Regions from separate parts of the Sus scrofa genome. Here all the other regions are linked to region 3. Evidence: chromatin contacts called from public Hi-C and HiChIP or PLAC-seq data. All regions are on one chromosome and are shown on one strand. The core of a region is the stretch at or near the end of the contact, and the rest is flanking DNA. Distances in the headings are between cores, read along the strand shown. Region 1 has its middle 54 kb from the start of CMTM8. Region 2 overlaps CMTM7 (CKLF like MARVEL transmembrane domain containing 7). Region 3 overlaps CMTM8 (CKLF-like MARVEL transmembrane domain-containing protein 8).

The links. Hi-C and Micro-C count contacts between places; a contact is called where the count stands out from the background. HiChIP or PLAC-seq counts read pairs in DNA pulled down with a chosen protein or histone mark.
Region 1: a contact with region 3 is called in a Hi-C map of alveolar macrophages, with 2.0 times the contacts expected there. The contact joins two enhancer-like sites. A contact is called at or near these places in 7 of 47 Hi-C or Micro-C datasets (alveolar macrophages, embryonic fibroblasts, fetal liver and 4 more).
Region 2: an H3K27ac HiChIP or PLAC-seq map of alveolar macrophages shows a contact between it and region 3. The contact joins two enhancer-like sites. A contact is called at or near these places in 1 of 5 promoter capture datasets (liver), 14 of 47 Hi-C or Micro-C datasets (alveolar macrophages, blood, embryonic fibroblasts and 8 more) and 2 of 2 datasets of contacts at active chromatin or transcription factors (alveolar macrophages and skeletal muscle).

What each region holds. Positions count from the first base shown.
Region 1 is chr13:18,187,819-18,191,310 of Sscrofa11.1, reverse strand. No RefSeq gene overlaps it. Among named protein-coding and RNA genes, the nearest start is that of CMTM8, 54 kb to the left of the region's middle. Within about 2 kb of position 1,905, at least 15 of the 83 cell types and tissues checked have an H3K27ac peak or open chromatin away from gene starts, as enhancers often do. A contact at or near this core is called in alveolar macrophages, where this site is marked.
Region 2 is chr13:18,385,908-18,389,053 of Sscrofa11.1, reverse strand. The region is part of intron 1 of CMTM7 (CKLF like MARVEL transmembrane domain containing 7); the gene reads right to left. Among named protein-coding and RNA genes, the nearest start is that of CMTM7, 15 kb to the right of the region's middle. Within about 2 kb of position 1,688, at least 10 of the 83 cell types and tissues checked have an H3K27ac peak or open chromatin away from gene starts, as enhancers often do. A contact at or near this core is called in alveolar macrophages, where this site is marked.
Region 3 is chr13:18,288,242-18,291,697 of Sscrofa11.1, reverse strand. The region is part of intron 1 of CMTM8 (CKLF-like MARVEL transmembrane domain-containing protein 8); the gene reads right to left. Among named protein-coding and RNA genes, the nearest start is that of CMTM8, 47 kb to the right of the region's middle. Within about 2 kb of position 1,442, at least 7 of the 83 cell types and tissues checked have an H3K27ac peak or open chromatin away from gene starts, as enhancers often do. A contact at or near this core is called in alveolar macrophages, where this site is marked.

The DNA.
Region 1 (3,492 bases), core at 656-3,155, 100 kb after region 3:
TTGGAAGGCTGTTTAGCAATATTTGAGTAAATCTGAGGTGTGTCTATCCCATGACTTGTTAGTATATACACATGAGAAAATCTCACCTGTGTATACAAGAGACATGCACAGGAATGTTCTTCCATTATTTTCTGTATTAGTAAAAAACATCAACAATTTATAACCCAACAGAGTGTCCATGAGATTGCGGGTTCCATCCCTGGCTCCGCTCAGTGGGTTAAGGATCGGTGTTCCCGTGAGCTGTGATGTAGGTCACAGATTTGGCTCAGATCTGATGTTGCTGTGGCTGTGGCATCGGCCAGCAGCTGTGGCTCTGCTTTGACCCCTCCTGGGAACTTCCATGAGCCACAGATGTGGTCCTCAAAATAAAATTTTAAAAATAAAAAATAAAGAATTTGAGCTACTATATACAGTAAACTATTTAAAATACAATTCATGTTATCTCCTGGAAATGGACTAAAAAGAGCAAAGGGAGAGGAGAAGTCAAGTTGGCAAATACTTATGAGGCTTGGACCTGGCACTTCGTCATTTGTCATGTCACACTGCAAAGCCAGTCACAGGCTGAGCCCTGACAGCAGAGTCTGTAAAGTCTCAGGGCCAAGGAGTTCCCGTTGTGGTGCAGCGGTTAATGAATCCGACTAAGGATTTGTTAAGGAACCATGAGGTTGTGGGTTCGGTCCCTGCCCTTGTTCAGTGGGTTAAGGATCCGGTGTTGCCGTGAGCTGTGGTGTAGGTTGCAGACTCGGCTCGGATCCGCGTTGCTGTGGCTCTGGCGTAGGCCGGTGGCTACAGCTCCGATTCGACCCCTAGCCTGGGAACCTCCATATGCCGTGGGAGCGGCCCAAGAAATAGCTAAAAAGACAAAAAAAAAAAAGAAGTCTCAGGGCCAAGGTGGGTTCAGAGTGGAGCCATGGTGAAAATCTGCCACAGTGCCATGTCTTTCTGCATGTCCTCAACAGTACTCTAAGACTGGAGCCAGCTGGGTCACAGCACCACGTAGATGTCAGCTCCAGGCTGTCAATGGGACACACTGAGATATTAGCAGAACCTCTAACTCAGGGAGATTCAGGGTAGAGGAGAAGACAGGACATATGCACAGCAAGGCCAATGACATTCAACTTGAAGAGGGAATTGACCCTATGCCTTGAAGGAAAGGCAGGACCTAGCAGCTGCTAGAGAAAAGGACCAGTCTCTGGGGAGTTCCTGCTGTGGCTCAGTGGGTTAAGGACTCAACGCTGTCTCTGTGAGGATGCACGTTTGATTCCTGGCCTTGCTCAGTGGGTTAAGGATCCAGGATTGCCATAAGCTGAGTTGTCCGTCACAGATGTGGCTCAGATCCAGTATTGCCATGCCTGTGGTGTAGGCCTGCAGCTGCAGCTCCAATTCCACCTCTAGCTTGGGAACTTCTATATGCCACGGGTGCAGCTGAAAAAGAAAGGAAGGAAAGGAAAGGGAAGAGAAGGAAAAAGGAAAAGAACAGAACAGAACAGTCAGGGAAGGGGGCGTGGCTTGAGGAAAGGCTGGTGGGAACCATGCCTCTGTTCCTCTGTGAATTTGGACTGTTATTGCCTGCCTTGAAGTGAGGAGGTTATGGGAAAGTGTCTGGCACAGAGTAGCCTTTGAATAAACGTAGCAGAATCTAGAAACTCAGCTCTAACTAGGGTCTGCTCTACATGCCACTCACCCTCTCAGCTAGGACCCGCCACCTCCCCGCCCCGTCCTTTAATTCCTCACTCATGAGGCTCAGCCAGTGCAGAGCAGGCCTTGGGACACTCTTCCCTCCCCTACTTAGTCACCTCCTGATACATACTTCGAGGGTCACCTTCTCAAGGAAGCCTTCCCTGACTTCCCAGGGCAGCTCAGTGCCCTGGTGACAAGCTCCCCTTAGCGCATGATATGCCCTTGATGAGCGCAGCAGTGTCCCCTGAGTTGAGGTTTCACTTCCCATGACTTTGGTTACTTGTGGTCAACTGTGGTCTGGAAATACAAAATGGGGAATTCCAGAAATAAACAGGTCGTAAATTTAAATGGTACATTGTTTTGAGTAATCTCATAAAATCTTGCACTGACCAACTCTGTCCCGCCCAGGATGTGAATCTTCCCTTTGTCTGGCATTTCCTGCCCCTTAGTTACTTAGCAGCCGCCTAAGGTCTCAGACCCACAGTCAAGGTACTGCAGTGCTTGTGTGCAAGTCACCTTTCTTTTACCCCAGTGTGCAAGAGTAGTGACGTTAGCAGGATGGATTATGACAAAGAGAAGCCATAAAGTTATTCCTTTAAGTGAAAAGGTAAAAGTTCTCAACTTTACAAGGAAAGAAAAAAAAATCGAATGCTGAGGGTGCTAAGATCTACACATGAATATTCCACCTGTGAAATTGTGAAGAAGGAAAAAGAAATTCATGCTAGTTTTGCTGTCACACATCAAATTGCAAAAGTTTTGACCACAGTGCATGATAAGTGCTTAGTTAAGATGGAAAAGGCATGAAACATAAATAAAATAAGACATTTTGAGAGACCACAATCACATAAATTTTAGCACAGTATATTGTTATAATTGTCATTTTTTTTTTTTTTTTTTACTAATTATTGTCGTTATTCTCTTACTGTGCCTAACTTATAAACTTTATTGGGGGGAGTTCCTGTGGCTCAGTGGGTTAAGAATCTGACTAGTCTCCATGAGGATGTGGGTTCCATCCTTGGCCTCGCTCAGTGGGTGAAGGATCTGGTGTTGGCACAGGCTGTGTCATAGGTTGGAGCTACAGATCAGATCCGGTGTTGCTGTAGCTGTGGTATAGGCTGGCAGCTGCAGCTCTGATTGAACCCCTAGCCCAGGAACTTCCATATGCCACAGGTGCAACCTTAATAATAACTTTATCATGGGTGTATATGTATGTGTAGGAAAAAAATATAGTATATACAGGGCTTGGTACTATCTGTGGCTTCAGGCATCCAGTGGGGTCCTAGAAGGTATCCCCTGAGGATCTGATGAGTCTGCGATGCTGGCTGAATAATCCTCATGCTGCACTGCCCTCAGGTGATTACTCTGGGCATCTGCGACAATTTATTTTATTTTATTCATTATTATTATTATTATTGCCATAGTCATGGCTTTAATGGGCCCTTTAACTGCCAGGCCCCAGGGACTCCACAACAATTTATTCTAAACTGACTTCCAAGGGCTTTCACACTTTTATGACTGCAGGACGAGATGAGAATGGGGTCCAACAAGGTACAGGAAAAGATGCTCAATATTATTCATCATCAGGGGAATGCAAATCAAAAGTACCAGATATCACCTCACACCTGTCAGAACAGCCATCATTAAAGACAAGAAATAACAAAGTGTCCAGGAGGATGAGGAGACAAGGGAACCCTTGCACATTGTTGGTAGGAGTGTAAATTGACCCAGCCTAGAGGAATACAGCCTGGAAATGCCTCAAAAATTTAAAAATAGGAATTCCCACAGTGGTGCAATGGGATTGATGGTGTTTCT
Region 2 (3,146 bases), core at 439-2,938, 97 kb before region 3:
CCAGGGCCAGATGTGCAATGGATGCCGGCCAGACAAGACAGCAGTTGTGGAGCAGTTACTAGTGCCTGCGACATGTCAGCATCCAAACTTGGGAATGGGTATCTACACACAGAAGAAAATCTCAGAGACTACAGGAGATAAGTCTTTGAAGCCCTGGGAACCTGAGATTGTGGGGCTAAGGTGGTAAGAAAGTGAAACAGGCACATTTAGCATCATTCCTAGAAGGAGGAGCCAAAGGCCAGCTTATGAGCCCAGCAGCAGCACTCACTTTTAGTGCCTTCATGGGTTCTTCTACGGAATGATGCATTGCTCACGATCTTGATGACACAGTGGAGGAAAGTGGGCAAAGATACTTAAAAAAAAAAAAAGGAATTTAGAAGAGGAGGGCCATTTATTTATTCAAACAGCCAAGACATGGACGCAACCTAAATGCCCACCAAGAGAGGAATGGATAAAGAATATGTCATACATATATACAATGGAATATTACTCAGCCATAAAAAAGAATGAGATAATGCCATTTGCAGCAACATGGACGAACCTAGAGACGATCCTACTAAGTGAAGTAAGTCAGAAAGAGAAAGACAAATACCATATGGTATCACTAATATTTGGAAGCTAAAAAAATGGCACAAATGAACCTATCCACAAAAGAGAAACTGACTGGCACAGGGTACTATATTCAGTCTCCTGGGATAGAACATGATGGAAAAGAATATAAAAAAAGAACGTATATATATGTATAACTGAGTCACTTTGCTGTATAGCAGAAATTGGCACAACATTTGTAAATCAACTATACTTTTAATTTTTTTTTTTCTTTTTACAGCCAAGCCTGCAGCATATGGAAGTTCCTGGACTAGAGATGCAACTGGAGTTGCAGCTGCCAGCCTACGCTACAGCCACAGCAGCAACACTGGATTTGAGCAGCATCAGTGACCTATGCCACAGCTTGCAGCAATGTCAGATCCTTAACCACTGAGCAAAGCCAGGGATCAAACCTGCATCCTTATGGATATTAGTCAGGTTCTTAACCCACTGAGCCACAATGGGAACTCCAACTACTCTTTAATTTTTTTAAAGTGGTTAAAAAAAAAAAAAGATTAGGAGTGCTTTCTAAATTTCAGGCACCCTGCAGTGACCTCGACAGGATGGTCACTGCCCCTTCACAGTTCAGGTCCTGGCAGAAAAGACTCACCATCAGTGGGTAATGATGACATGAGCAAGGGGATTTCAGCTAAAGAAGTTCTGGGAAGAAAGCAGAATGGAACAGGGTGATGGGGTGGTTAGGGTGGAGTTGGGGGAACCACTTTAGATGGGGGAGCTGGAGAAGGCTCTTCAGAGGCAGGACCAGGAGAAGCAGGCTGTCTCTAGCCCTAAGATGGTTTCTGTTTCCTTATTATTTTTTTTTTTTGGTCGTGCCCACCCCATGCCAAAGTTCCTGGGCCAGGGATTGAACCCATGCCACAGCAGTAACGCCAGATCTTCAACCCACTGAGTCACCAGAGAACTCCCTGTTTCCTTATTTTTAAATATGAACAATAGGGTCTTAGAGTCCTCTTCATACAGCAGACAATGACGAGAGAATTCTGCCTCTTTAAAGCCTCAAACAGGAAGTGATGATGGCACTTCTACGCTCACTGCACTGGTGACAACTAGCCGCATGGCCACTCAAATACAAAGGCTGGGGTTGTATAGGTGTCAACCGGAAACAAGCCTTCACCCTGGGAGATGGAGCACGCCTTCTGGCGAATAGCTAAGACCTCTGCTGAACTCTGTATCCGACAGTGCACTCAGATGCTGGGCAAAAAATATGAAAGCTAATAGCACCTAAATGTGAGGCTGTTGTGAGGATTAAGCGAGGTAATTCATGCACGTTCACAGAACAGGACTTGGTAGATAAGAACCCCTTAATCAATTTCAGCCTTTGTCCCAAGCATGGGAACTTTGAGCTGTTTTTTTGGTTTTCTTAACAGAACAGGGTAGTTAAAGCTCAGCTAGAACAGTTACCTTCAGATAGGAAGTTTGCAAAAAGGACATTTGTGAAAACAAAAGTATTAAAATTGAGATAAGGTCACAATGGTCCAAAAACATTTTCTTTTCTGTTTTTTTTCTTTCCCTTTGCCTCTACTGTAGTTACAAAATATTGAGAATCAGAGGGTCTCTCCAAACTGACTTTAAACTCCAGTGATGGGGCCTGCTGTCCTGGACTCTTCACAAACATCAAGGTCAGGAAAGATAAGTAAGACTGATTCATGTAAATTGGTGCACCACTATGGTGAACAGTATGGAGGTTTCTTAAAAAACTAAAAATAGAGCTACCATTTATGATCCAGCAATCCTGCTCCTGGCATATATCCAGACAAAACTATAATTTGAAAAGATATACATACCTCAGTATTCACTGCAGCACTATTCACAAGAGCCAACATATGAAAGCAACCTAAATGTCAACTGACAGAGGAATGGATAAAGATGTGATCCAAGAGTTCTCCTGCGGCCCAGCAGGTTAAGTGTCCAGTGCTGTCACTGCAGTGGTTTGGGAGCTGTGTGGGATTGGTCCCTGGCCTGGGAATTTCCACATGCCATGGGCATGGCCAAGAAAAAAAAAAAAAAGAGAAAGAGAAAGAAGACAAGATACATATATACAATAGAATACTACACAGCCATAAAAAAGAATGAAATAATGCCATGTGCAGGAATATGGATGGACCTAGAGATGATTATACTAAGTGAAGTAAGTCAGAGAAAGACAAATATCATATGATATCACTTATATGTGGAATATAATTTAAAAAGTAATGCAAATAACTTACTAAACAGAAACGGACTCATAGACTTCAAAAAATAAACTTATGGTTATCAAAGAGGAAATGTGGGGGGAAGAGAGAAATCAGGAATTTGGGATTAACATTTACACACTAATATATACAAAACAGATAATCAACAAGGACCTAGTGTATAACACAAGGAAATCTACTCAATATTCTGTAATAACCTCTATGGAAAAGAATAGATTTACATGTATGTATAATTGAATCATTTTTGTGTACACCTGAAACTAACACCATATTGTAAATCAACTGTACTCCAATAAAATTAAAAATTAAATTAAAAAGATTGAAGAGATTAAAGACACATGACTA
Region 3 (3,456 bases), core at 193-2,692:
GACAACGTTTCAGCAGCATACTGAAAAGGCACCTAGTAATCACTTTTTGCCTTATTTTTTTTTTTTTTTTTTTTTTTTTGGTCTTTTTGTCTTTGTTGTTGTTGTTGCTATTTCTTGGGCCGCTCCCGCGCCATATGGAGGTTCCCAGGCCAGGGGTTGAATCGGAGGTATAGCCATCGGCCTACGCCAGAGCCACAGCAATGCGGGATCCGAGCCGCGTCTGCAACCTACACCACAGCTCACGGCAACGCCGGATTGTTAACCCAGTGAGCAAGGGCAGGGACCGAACCTGCAACCTCATGGTTCCTAGTCGGATTCGTTAACCACTGCGCCACGACGGGAACTCCTGCCTTATTTTTAAGATTTGGATAAGTTTCCTTTAAGATTGTCTGCCTTTCAACCAGTTTATGAGGTTTCTCCCCTTGAGTCAATGACTCCTGTAGTAGAAAAACCTATCCCTAGTCTAAGAACAGCCAAGCTATGTAGAATCCTGGCATTCCTATGGTTCAACCAAAGTACTCCAACTTGTTTACAAAATTCAGGGTAACCTAAGCCAGTATTTTCATTGATTTAAACCAATGCTCCCTTTGGAAATCTTCTCCAAAAAAGAGTAGAAAGAAGAGACACTTACCTTTGGAAATGGTGCCCTGACACTCTCTGACCCCATACTCTATGTCGAGGACCAAGGACTATTCTCCACGTAAATACCCCAGACTCTCTGAGTGAACCCAAGATGGCCAGGTGATGAGGGGCTGGCTGACAGGGAAGAGCAAATGTGACATAAAAATCAGGATTGTTCTCATTTTATAAGCAGAAGCTGATATAAGGAAAGTTCCTAGCTAGGGTTTCCCTAGAAACAGACCAAGATTTCTGGGGGGAAAAAATTAAGAGAAGGAAAGATTTCAAAAGGCAAAAAGTCACGTGTCTAGTGCATGTCTCATAGTCTAGATCTTCCAATAGTCAAAGTTTTTAGTTCGAAGATGATCGAGATTTTTTGTGGGGATTCTATGAACAAGGAGCACTGCCAATGACCAAGACCATGCTGGGGAACATAAACCAGACCTCTTTACCTTCACCCTGGGCTTCCTCAGCATCTTTGACTTTTACAATGTTATTCTTATCCAGGACTCCTTCATAAATACACACTTCAAGTGTATAAATTAGTACCCGAACCATTCCCCCTAAATTCTTCCCACACACAGATCTTATTTTCCTACACACAGGCTTAATTTTAAACCATCAAAGCCCCCCGAGTTTCAAGAACCTTTTTTTCTCCTTAACTACCACAAGCTGGTAATTAAATGTTCCTCCAGACAAGGCTGGTGAACAATAGAAGAAATTGTTCTTTCACCATCACCATTTTGCACAAGACGCTGTAATGACACTACTGTATTGCAGATGGATACAGCAGCCTGGAGCGTCCACCCTGGGAACAGACAGGGCTGGGTGAGGTCACCCTTTATTCCACAAAGGGAGTCTTAGTCACCAAGGTTGCTTCATAGAAGAGAATGGCCTGGTTAAAAGTTCAAATTCAGACAGTGTCCATTCAAGGTGAGTAAGTGGTATGATCCCCCTTCAAAAGCAGACGGCAACTGAGGGGGAGGGATAAATTAGGAGTCTGGGATTAACAGATACACCCTACAATATATAAAATAGATAACCAACAAGGACCTACTGCATAGCAGAGGGAACTCTACCCAATATCCTATAATACCCTATATGGGAAAAGAATCTGAAAAAGAATGGAAATATGTACATGTATAACTGAATCACTTTGCTGTACACCTGAAACACAACATTGTAAATCAACTACATTCCAATGTAAAATTTTTTAAAAAGAGTAAAAAAAAAGTAGAGAACGATTTTCCTAAAATCACCTAAAATCACTTTTTACACTAGCTCATAATTGGGGGGGGGTGGTAATCTTTGCCCAGTGGCTGGAACCCAAATCTTCCAGAAAAACAACCATTTTTTGAGAGCAAACACATGGGGGATGAGTTGAAAAGGCACCCTCATGAGGCTATTAAAATAATGAAAACCTGGACAGAAGTTGGGCTGCTCTGCTGCCCTCTACTGGCAGGGTCAAGGATCAACAACACACAAAGCGCCCAAGTGGGCACACACCCCTCTGTTCCTCTGTGGCTGAGTCATGTCCTACTCCTCCTGAGAAAAACCTGGGTGAGAAAAGCAGGGGCTTCAACCCATGGAACCTCAAATCCAGTAGGAACACCTGAAGCAGCACAGCTCATTTTGCAACTACAGAGCCCTCAGAGTGAAGCAACCCTGCAGTCCCAGGAGGTCTTCAAAAAAACGAAAAATAGAACTACCATGTGATCCAGCATTCCCACTCTTCAGCATATATCTGGAGAAAACCGTAGTTCAAAAAGATGCAGGCACCCCAATATTCACTGCAGCCCCATTTAAAATAGCCAAGACATGGAAGCAACCTAAGTGTCCACTGACAGAGGAATGGATATATATATATATATATATATATATATACACACACACACACAATGGTATATATATACAATGGAATATTACTCAGCCATAAAAAGAATGAAATAATGTCATTTGCAGCAACATGGATGGACCTAGAGATGATTATACTAAGTGAACTAAGTCAGACAAAGACAAACATCATATGATATCACTTATATGTGGAATCTAAAGAAATGATACAAATGAACTTATTTACAAAACAGAAACAGACTCGCAGACTTTGAAAACAAACCGGTGATCACTAAAGGGGGAAGGTTCAGGGAAGGGAAGGATTGGGAGCTTGGGACCAGCACAGGCACACTATGGTATATGGAATGGAGGGTCAATGGGAACTGTATAGCACAGGGAACTCTACCCAATATTCTGTGATAACTTACATGGGAACGGATATGTGCATGTGTATAACTGAATCACTTTGCTGTACAGCAGAAAGCAAAACACTGTAAATCAATTATACTTCAATAGAATTTTAAAAAACCATGCTCCAGGAGAATATGTGATCTTGCTAGTAATAGGCAGTAATCAGGGCCAGAATGAGAACATGTTGCCATCTCAAGGAAGTGGCAATGGGAAACCCGATTCTCACAAAGGGAAACAGGTTCCAACTGAGCAGGGCTGAATAAAAACACATGAGAATATGTATGCACAGCCCATCTTTCCTTCAACTACATCACTGGGCCCCCACTCACTGCAGATACACTGCTGATGAGGGAGACAACCCCGCTCCCAGGGGCTAAAGAGTGAGGGAGAGCCAGACAAGTGAACCAGCAATTCCAGTGTAAGCCTGTGGCCATGTGAAGAGAAGAGTCCTAATCCATTCTAAAGCACCGAGGAGGGGCACTGGACCCAGACCCAGGCAGTGGGGAGATCTCTGATGACTTCCTGAAGGAAATGACACCTGAGAGAAACCAAAAGGATACTGGCCAGGTCAGGTCGGAAAGAAACCCATCCCAG